Linked DNA regions of Bombyx mori: region 2 is linked to region 1. A link is a contact called in public Hi-C data. All regions are on one chromosome and are shown on one strand. The core of a region is the stretch at or near the end of the contact, and the rest is flanking DNA. Distances in the headings are between cores, read along the strand shown. Region 1 overlaps LOC101737749 (basement membrane-specific heparan sulfate proteoglycan core protein). Region 2 holds the start of LOC101737749 (basement membrane-specific heparan sulfate proteoglycan core protein).

Region 1 (3,813 bases), core at 256-2,755:
AGCCTTCAACACCTGAAATAGAAAAGAAGAAAATAAAGAAACACGCAACATGCTTAAGACATTTGAATAATTAATATAACGTAATATTCCAAAAATCTAACATGGAGGTTTTTCGATATCGATGAAATATTGTATAATTGCTTCATTAAAATTAATATAACACATAAACTAACTAAATAAACTCCAAGCTTCTATATTTCATTTATAAATGTACGAGCGTTATATTATAATAAAATAATAAACACGTTAAACACATTTTGAATGTTCCACACATTCCATTTTACAAGTATGAGTATGGTTAATTGTTGTAGAGCAGTTTATTAATAAAAATTGTCATAATGTAACGAATTACATTTCAGAGAAGAGGAAAACGATGTAATTTCTAACTGTGTTATTTATTTTAGACTTCAAAAACAATTCAATATTAAATAAATACTAAAAGAAAAGAAACGGAAAGAAAAAAAGACAACGCTAAATGCTAGAACACATACAGTGCCAGATAAGTCTCATTCATATACAATGGCCGAAGCCCCAAAGTGAACTGACTATATCTTTGAATTCTGAGGCACCGACACTCTGAGGTCCCGTGGGAAAACTCTCAAAGAATATTCTAACAAGTGGGGCAGTCAAATCAAGAACAGCGCGGGGGCGGGATGGGGCGTGCCTCGTCCAATCACGAGCCTTTATATACCAATCCGCACATAATCCCAATCCTAAGTATGTAACCACGAAATGACACTTGTAATTCGTCCTAATTTAAGACATCTCTCCTCCGTTTCCTCCACTAAAACAATCTCGGGGAATCAACTGTAAAGCACACACGACACAAATTGCGGTCTTATGTTGTCTTTAACTTAACCGATTTCTAGTTCAGTATTTCTTTAATTTTGTCACTAACAATACCAATAAGCATAACATAAATGAAAATATCTACAGGAGAGCAGGAGATCAGCAAAACTGAATCTCTGTTAAATAACCGGAAAATACGTCTCAATTTCTTTTACTATCTTATCATTCAAAGAGACTAATAGACAATATTTTATACTTCGAACAACAAAACAACATAACCCGACCTCTGGTAATAATAAAGTCAGTTCTGCGAAGTATCATTGAAATGCGAAACAACGCCCTGAAATTCTTAGAATCGCCACCCTAGAAATTGTCTTGCACTACAATATAATATAAAAATGACGCAGCGTTTAAGCCGCAAACTAAAAGAAGCATTCAAGTTATTTTTTTTCCTATACAGTTACATCATATCCTTACAGTACATTAAACGGCTGTATAAATTACAAAGTTTCAAGGAGGTCGCGTCTCGAGCGTTAATACGACAAAAATGCTAAAAAGCCAACGACCGGACACAGAGATCATAAAGTCGTCATTAAAACGACCGCCAGAGGTCATGATTCCCAAATAAATCGACGCTCGAGCCCCAATTAGGGGAGTGTGGGGTCGTCTGAACAACGGGGGATTTCTTTGCAATTTTAGTTAGTCCAACATGATCCGTCTGCGCGTGTGAACGACACGACCAGCAAGCTAATGGGCCAGCTCGATTCTGTGGAGCGTTTTGTACAGCCCACAGCAACACGGACGCACAGTGCTCGACACAGTGTCTCAACATAAATTATTATCCGGTACCTTAGAAAATAATGCAAGCGTCCGCGAGTTACCGACGTGACTTGTTTTACATTTTAATTTTATGATTTCTTATTTAACTGTTTATTTTGAATGCATCAAAATGTGTACGATTGTAAAGCTTTGAAGATAATTATTAGCCGCATTCAATTTGTCCGTGACCACAGCAACAAGCTTTCAAAGCTTAAACGGCTATTCTTGAATACGAAATTAAAGTTTAAAGTACCTTTGATTAAGTACTGGATCTAATTTTTGTGAGAAAATTTGGTTATTTCTATCTACTTTTTTTTGTTTCAAATCACTGTAAGTGTTAAATGAATTTGCCAGTTTAATAGAAATGTTTTAAAGTACTTATAGCCGGAAACATTAAAAGGTGCCTTAAATTATGAAACATTGCTGGATCGAGCACAGTGTTGAATGTGTTCGCAGTTGGAAAACACGCAACGAGCACGAGGTTCTGCTTAACTGTCAACAATCGCTAAATTTATAGCCTTTACGAGTCGCGAAGAATCAGATCTCCGCGAATGTAACGTGCGGAATAAGTCATGTTACAATTCTGTAAACTAAAAACGATTTAGGCCAGTATACTTTTATCGGTGGTGTATTGTGAGCCAGCACGGGTAGGTTTCACTATGCTGCCTATTTCCGCGATGAAGCAGTCATACGCTCCAGTTAGAAAGGACAGCGAACATGTATTAATTACAGTTGAGACTATAGACAGTGTAGACCTTAGTATCAAAATGGGTGACGGTATACAAATTGGGATGTCTATGGATTTCGGTAACCACTTAACACCAGATGTACTATGAGCTCGATCACTCGTTTGCCTAATAAAAATCATTGTTATACAGACTCGTCCATGCAATTTTTTGTCCTTACATAATTTTTTGAAATTTTGCCTTACACCTAATATTCGATCTTATGTCTTTAATATCGCGAATTATGTATGCTGCAGTAATCTCTCTTTTTTTTTATGTATACCAATCGTAAATTAAGTAAGTTTTAATTTTATAGTAAACTAGAGGTCCCGCAGTAGTCGAAATTCGACTATAATTAATTGGAATTGTAAGTTTGTACACTATTATGATTGTATTTTATACTTCTATAATCACAAATTTCGCCAAGACTACACTATAAAAAATATTAACAAAGACAAACAATATTTAATCTCAATTTGAGAACAGACGTCAAGAATAAAAGTTTGACAATAAATAGTATGCATGCGTGTGTGCGTCAAATCATGGTACGTAGTGTGTGTAATGTTTTCTTTATTGATTTAATGTATCTTTTATGCATTATTCTAAAAAAATATTAGCATTGTACACTTCTTCTATAAGTGTGGAAAATTTCATTCTCCTCCGTCCGCGCAATTTTCGTAAAAAGGGATACAAAGTTTTTGCTTCACGTATTAATATATAGATAACTAATTATAACACATTACATGCATCTCTGATTGAAATCAGCGAAAGAAATGGGTTTAATTGATCCTTTTGTTATATAAGTAAAAAAGCAAACGATCACGCCCTTCTTAATCGATTAGTACTAAATGTTTAATTTTTCAGTTATATTTTTATACTAGCTATAAACCTTTAGATCGGAAATGATTTAAGAAATATGTATATTATAATAATATACACAAAAGTTGACACGTCACATACATTGGAGTTGTAATTATCTTACATAAATATAAATTTTAATTTTGAAATACCCATCTAAAAATTAATATGAAAATTCAATAAGCTTGAATCTCTTGAGTTCTATTGAAATATGCAACCATCTTGTTTCCTGGCAGTACGTACTGACTAATAAAGCTTAGTTCGTTCAAATTCTAGTTGCTCCACCATTTTATTAACATCAATTTGCGTACGCCCATAAAATCCTAGTATCGCATTACCTTCAATAGACGAGACACAAATTCGCTCAATTTAATGTAGTCGTAAACCGAAAGGCATTAAATATTATTGTAGAACTCACACGGCCTGCTTATTAAGCCAATCTTGATAAATGCCGAAGTCAACAAAGTTTCGGTCACAATGAGCACTTGTAGCCTACGTATTTATAATAATATTGCTAAAACATACAATAGAAACTCTTTTTATTTATTTCTAATTTAGTTTTGAATAATAAAATAAAAAAGGTTCGTTAATAAATTTGTGTTACTCCAATGGAACATTTTTC
Region 2 (3,971 bases), core at 790-3,289, 60 kb after region 1:
ACGATTATGCTTTAATTAATTAAGGCTAAAAACTTTTATATAAATTGAAATTGTCAACGAAAACGAAAAAAAAAATTCTCATTTATATCTAACCGCTCATTATGGAAAAGCTTCGGGAAGCCTATGTATGTGCCTATGAGGGCGTATGTAATGATGACGAAGTCCTACATTAAGCGGCGCGAAATTAGGCTAGCTTACTCTATGCAATAGGTTTTTACATAAACACTGAATATAACCAGTATACTTAGACCTTGCCGGTCAAATAATTTTAATAAATGTCTCGAACCTATCGGCAACGAATCCCGTGGTAGAGTAGACAAAATCACCACCAGATCCTAATTGATCACTATGGTAGAACGATATTTTCCAAATTCATTTTAATTTAATATCTAAAAATATACCTTTATTAATAGACGCAATTTTCCCAATGTTTATATGCGAAATACACTAATGACATTTTCGTGTTGTCGTTGAATTGTTCAACATTCCAAACATCGAAATTGACTTGAGCTACTTTAATATAAAACACGTTCGGTTGTTGTCGATTTTTCGGGGAACTTTCGTTTCAGTCTGTGACTTTAAAATCAGATTAAATTCTAGAATTACGGCATGATGTTCCTTCGAATAACTTTTAGAATCCAAATAGAATCCATAACATAGTTTTAGTATAGGCAATCTTCAATTTGTGTTCCACGTTAAAATCTTTCCTCCCTTAACGTTTTTCCAAATATATCCGAGAAAAAAATATTAAATTTCATTGAGAAGCCATCTATCTGCTATTGAAAGACCTCTCAATTTAGTTATTTCAGAAATTAGCTTACAATCAGAACAGACTGAGAAGAAAATATTGACAGTCTCATGTATTTACTTTTTAAATTAAAAGATGTCTGTAAGTCCTTTGTTATAAATTCATTTGCATATTTTATATATTCTGTGATTAATTACTTTTTTTTTCTAATACAAAATATTCAGAAAATCAGTGCATTTGAAAACAAAATCAAATAAATGTTATAAACATTACGGCGTTTTTACTGGTGTTTAATTGGTAATATTTTTCAGTCATGAAAAAATATGATTATAATTTTTAGACAAAGTGTAAGATCTGGTCTTTGTCTTTTCCATTTCTTATTAAAATTAATAATATCCATTGAACTTTTAATGTTTAACAATTTTACGTTGCAAGGAGACGCGAGTCTCGTTCGCTTGTATCAACATTCATAATCATTTCGATATTTAGTACAATGGCATACGAAACTGAAACCAAATTAAATACTAAGCAGCTGTTAAAATAATAACGCTTACGATTATATTCCTCAATAAAATGATAATAAGGAAAATAATTTTATTATACTTTCAATTACCTACAAGTGGACGCAAGTAGGTTAAAATTTATCGAGTTTTTTACAGTTCTATCAACATTATCGATAGATACGCGTGCTTAGGTCATATAATCTATTAAATTTAGAACAACCCAACAAATACCAGTAGTAAAGAAAACAATATAAATTATCTTATTCTTAAACGAAGTTAATTCGAACATTTCGTGAAATTTTCGTCGACGTTAAACTTAACGACGAAGTTAAAGTTCGAATACAATCAGCAGTCGCTAAAACCGGTTCTCGTGACCACATACATAATTTTATTCAGCGGAACAACATAGGGAACCTATAGAGAAACATAAGTAAATAAATAAAACAACTTATGCGAAAAGTAACTTGAGGCTTCGCTAAAAGTTTTTGCAAACTTTTATTGTTAGTTCTGCGAGCTAAATTTTAGACTCACCTGGATAGTAAAGGTGCTGAGCAGCAGAAGGGCTGCCGCCAGGAGCCCTCCAGCCCTCATTTTTCTCCGTCAGATGTAAAAGACGAATGTTGAAAAGTTTATTCCGGTGTCCGTCGAGAGCGCAGACGACGACCGCGCTACCCGACTGTCGGCCCGCGAATGATGGTCGCCTCGTCTCGATCGCCTCACGACGTCAACTCTACGTCCCAACTCCCAGCTCTAGTCCCGCAGCGCACGTATCCTCCCGCATCCAAATGCAACCTACGCAGCCGGAATGCGCTTTATACATTGCTAAAAATCATCTAAAACGACCACCTGGGTGCTGAACCTAAAACATGCTAAAAACGGTTCGGCACGTATATTGGTCCCGCGGTCACGTACCAGCCCTGTAAAGTTCTATGACCCCTCTCATGCGCTTATCACACGACGCTTTCTAATGACGAAATGTCATAACTGAGACTGCTTCTTTTAATGTAAATGTTACCTTTGGTTTTTAAGACAAAGTTGGTAAGGAGTTTTTCAGTCATGATTCACTAGTTGATATCGCTTTTATTTGCTTGACGCACCTAGATCTTTACTACAGAGCTCGCTTTGGCTGGTAAGAAAAGCTAGAAAATGCGAAAGATATCAACGTAAATAAAGTTATTGGCGCGAATACAAAGTCTCTAAATGTACTGGGCTCCCTCAATTTTCGGAAGCCTTTGACATAGATGATACACATTTATAGAGCTTGACAATAAATTTAAAAGCAGTAAAAACAAGTGTGTCGGACGATTTCATGACATAAATATCTTATTTCGGCTTTTTCGATTACATGTAATTAACTGAGTTTGTTCTGCAATTTTTATAGCACAATGTTTTTTTTTGATAACCCACAAAGTTCACGTTGAAGATAATTTTAATTTGAAAGGCTGTGAGGAACAAATAAGACACTCTTAAGATATCGAGTCAATTAGATATCTGAGCAACAGAAGCTGTTTCTTTCGTTATTTTTGTTTTGAAATATTTTACTGAAAGGGCTTAGTGTCTTACATGCAAGTTTAATTGCTTTCTTTTTAAAAACGTGATTGTATTTAGAGATTACGATCGGTTGGTGCATGTTTTTTAAGATGCCTTTGCCGTGAACGAAAATTATCTTATTATAGTTCAAGAGGCCCTGACGCATATTTAATTGAAGTATTCAGACGAACAGCTCATTCATTTTATAGTTAGTTAATTTGGTCATGGTCATATACAACTATGCCATAATACAATACATTATATTATAATCGAACTACAAGTACTAATGATAAATACTACAAGGGTTGAAACCTGCGACCTGTGATCAGTGCATTCATCTACTTAGGGGTAGGGAGTGGCTTGACCGTGGCTCTACCCACGATGATACTCATGACAATCGATGTCCGACGGTAACCAGTATCGATCATGGCGGTCGTAGGTCGCCTTATACAGCGATAATAGCAGTAATGAATGACGAGATACAAGTCGTCTTGAGTTGAATTATACTGAGTATTTTTCCTTTTAGAAATAAATACATTTCACTTAAAACTAGGGAGAAGACATCAAAAGCGAATCATTCGAAAACTCAGAATCGATTATGAAGTTTGTCAAGATACCTAAAATAATGGCTAGAATAGTTAGTGAAATGTTCGAAATAAACTTGAATGAAACATAGCTTTATTCGCTATTGTTGTGAAGTTGATCTTTGTGTGATTACAAAGTGCCACTTCCAACGTTACGGTTCTGGTATAAAGAATTATTTTATAGATTTTTTTTTTCGTTTTTCGAATTACAACGTCTCGTGGCAAGTGAATGCTCAAGTTGAGGAAATGTAGCTTATCTTGTTCGCTTGTTACGATGAATAGAATGTAAAGTCTAACCTACAACCTATAAATATATAACCTATAAACTAACCTATGATTTACATAATTATTGCTGGTAGGGCGTCTTGGGAGCCCGTACGGTTAGATACCAACACCTTACCTATTTCTGCCGCGCAGCAGTAACGCGTTCCTGTTTGAAGGGTGGGGCAACTGTAAAATTGAAACCCAGAACTCATATCTCAAGGCAGTTTGTAGAATTTACGCTATGGATATCTATAGGCTCCAGTAACCACTTAATAATGTTTTTTATAATAGCTGCTTCATTTTTTTTAGTTACGTAGTGATGTGAACGACTTCACGGCCTAT

What was found. Hi-C and Micro-C count contacts between places; a contact is called where the count stands out from the background.
Region 2: a Hi-C map of whole pupa shows a contact between it and region 1, with 2.3 times the contacts expected there. The contact joins the promoter of LOC101737749 here to the enhancer-like site in region 1. A contact is called at or near these places in 2 of 7 Hi-C or Micro-C datasets (both in whole pupa).

The regions. Positions count from the first base shown.
Region 1 is chr1:17,259,251-17,263,063 of ASM3026992v2, forward strand. It overlaps LOC101737749 (basement membrane-specific heparan sulfate proteoglycan core protein), which reads right to left. Exons shown (of 72, transcript XM_062670557.1): 2 at 1-12. Among protein-coding and RNA genes, the nearest start is that of LOC134199518, 49 kb to the left of the region's middle. Within about 2 kb of position 1,506, at least 6 of the 8 cell types and tissues checked have open chromatin away from gene starts, as enhancers often do.
Region 2 is chr1:17,318,696-17,322,666 of ASM3026992v2, forward strand. It overlaps LOC101737749 (basement membrane-specific heparan sulfate proteoglycan core protein), which reads right to left and starts at 2,040. Exons shown (of 72, transcript XM_062670557.1): 1 at 1,783-2,040. The coding sequence starts at 1,842.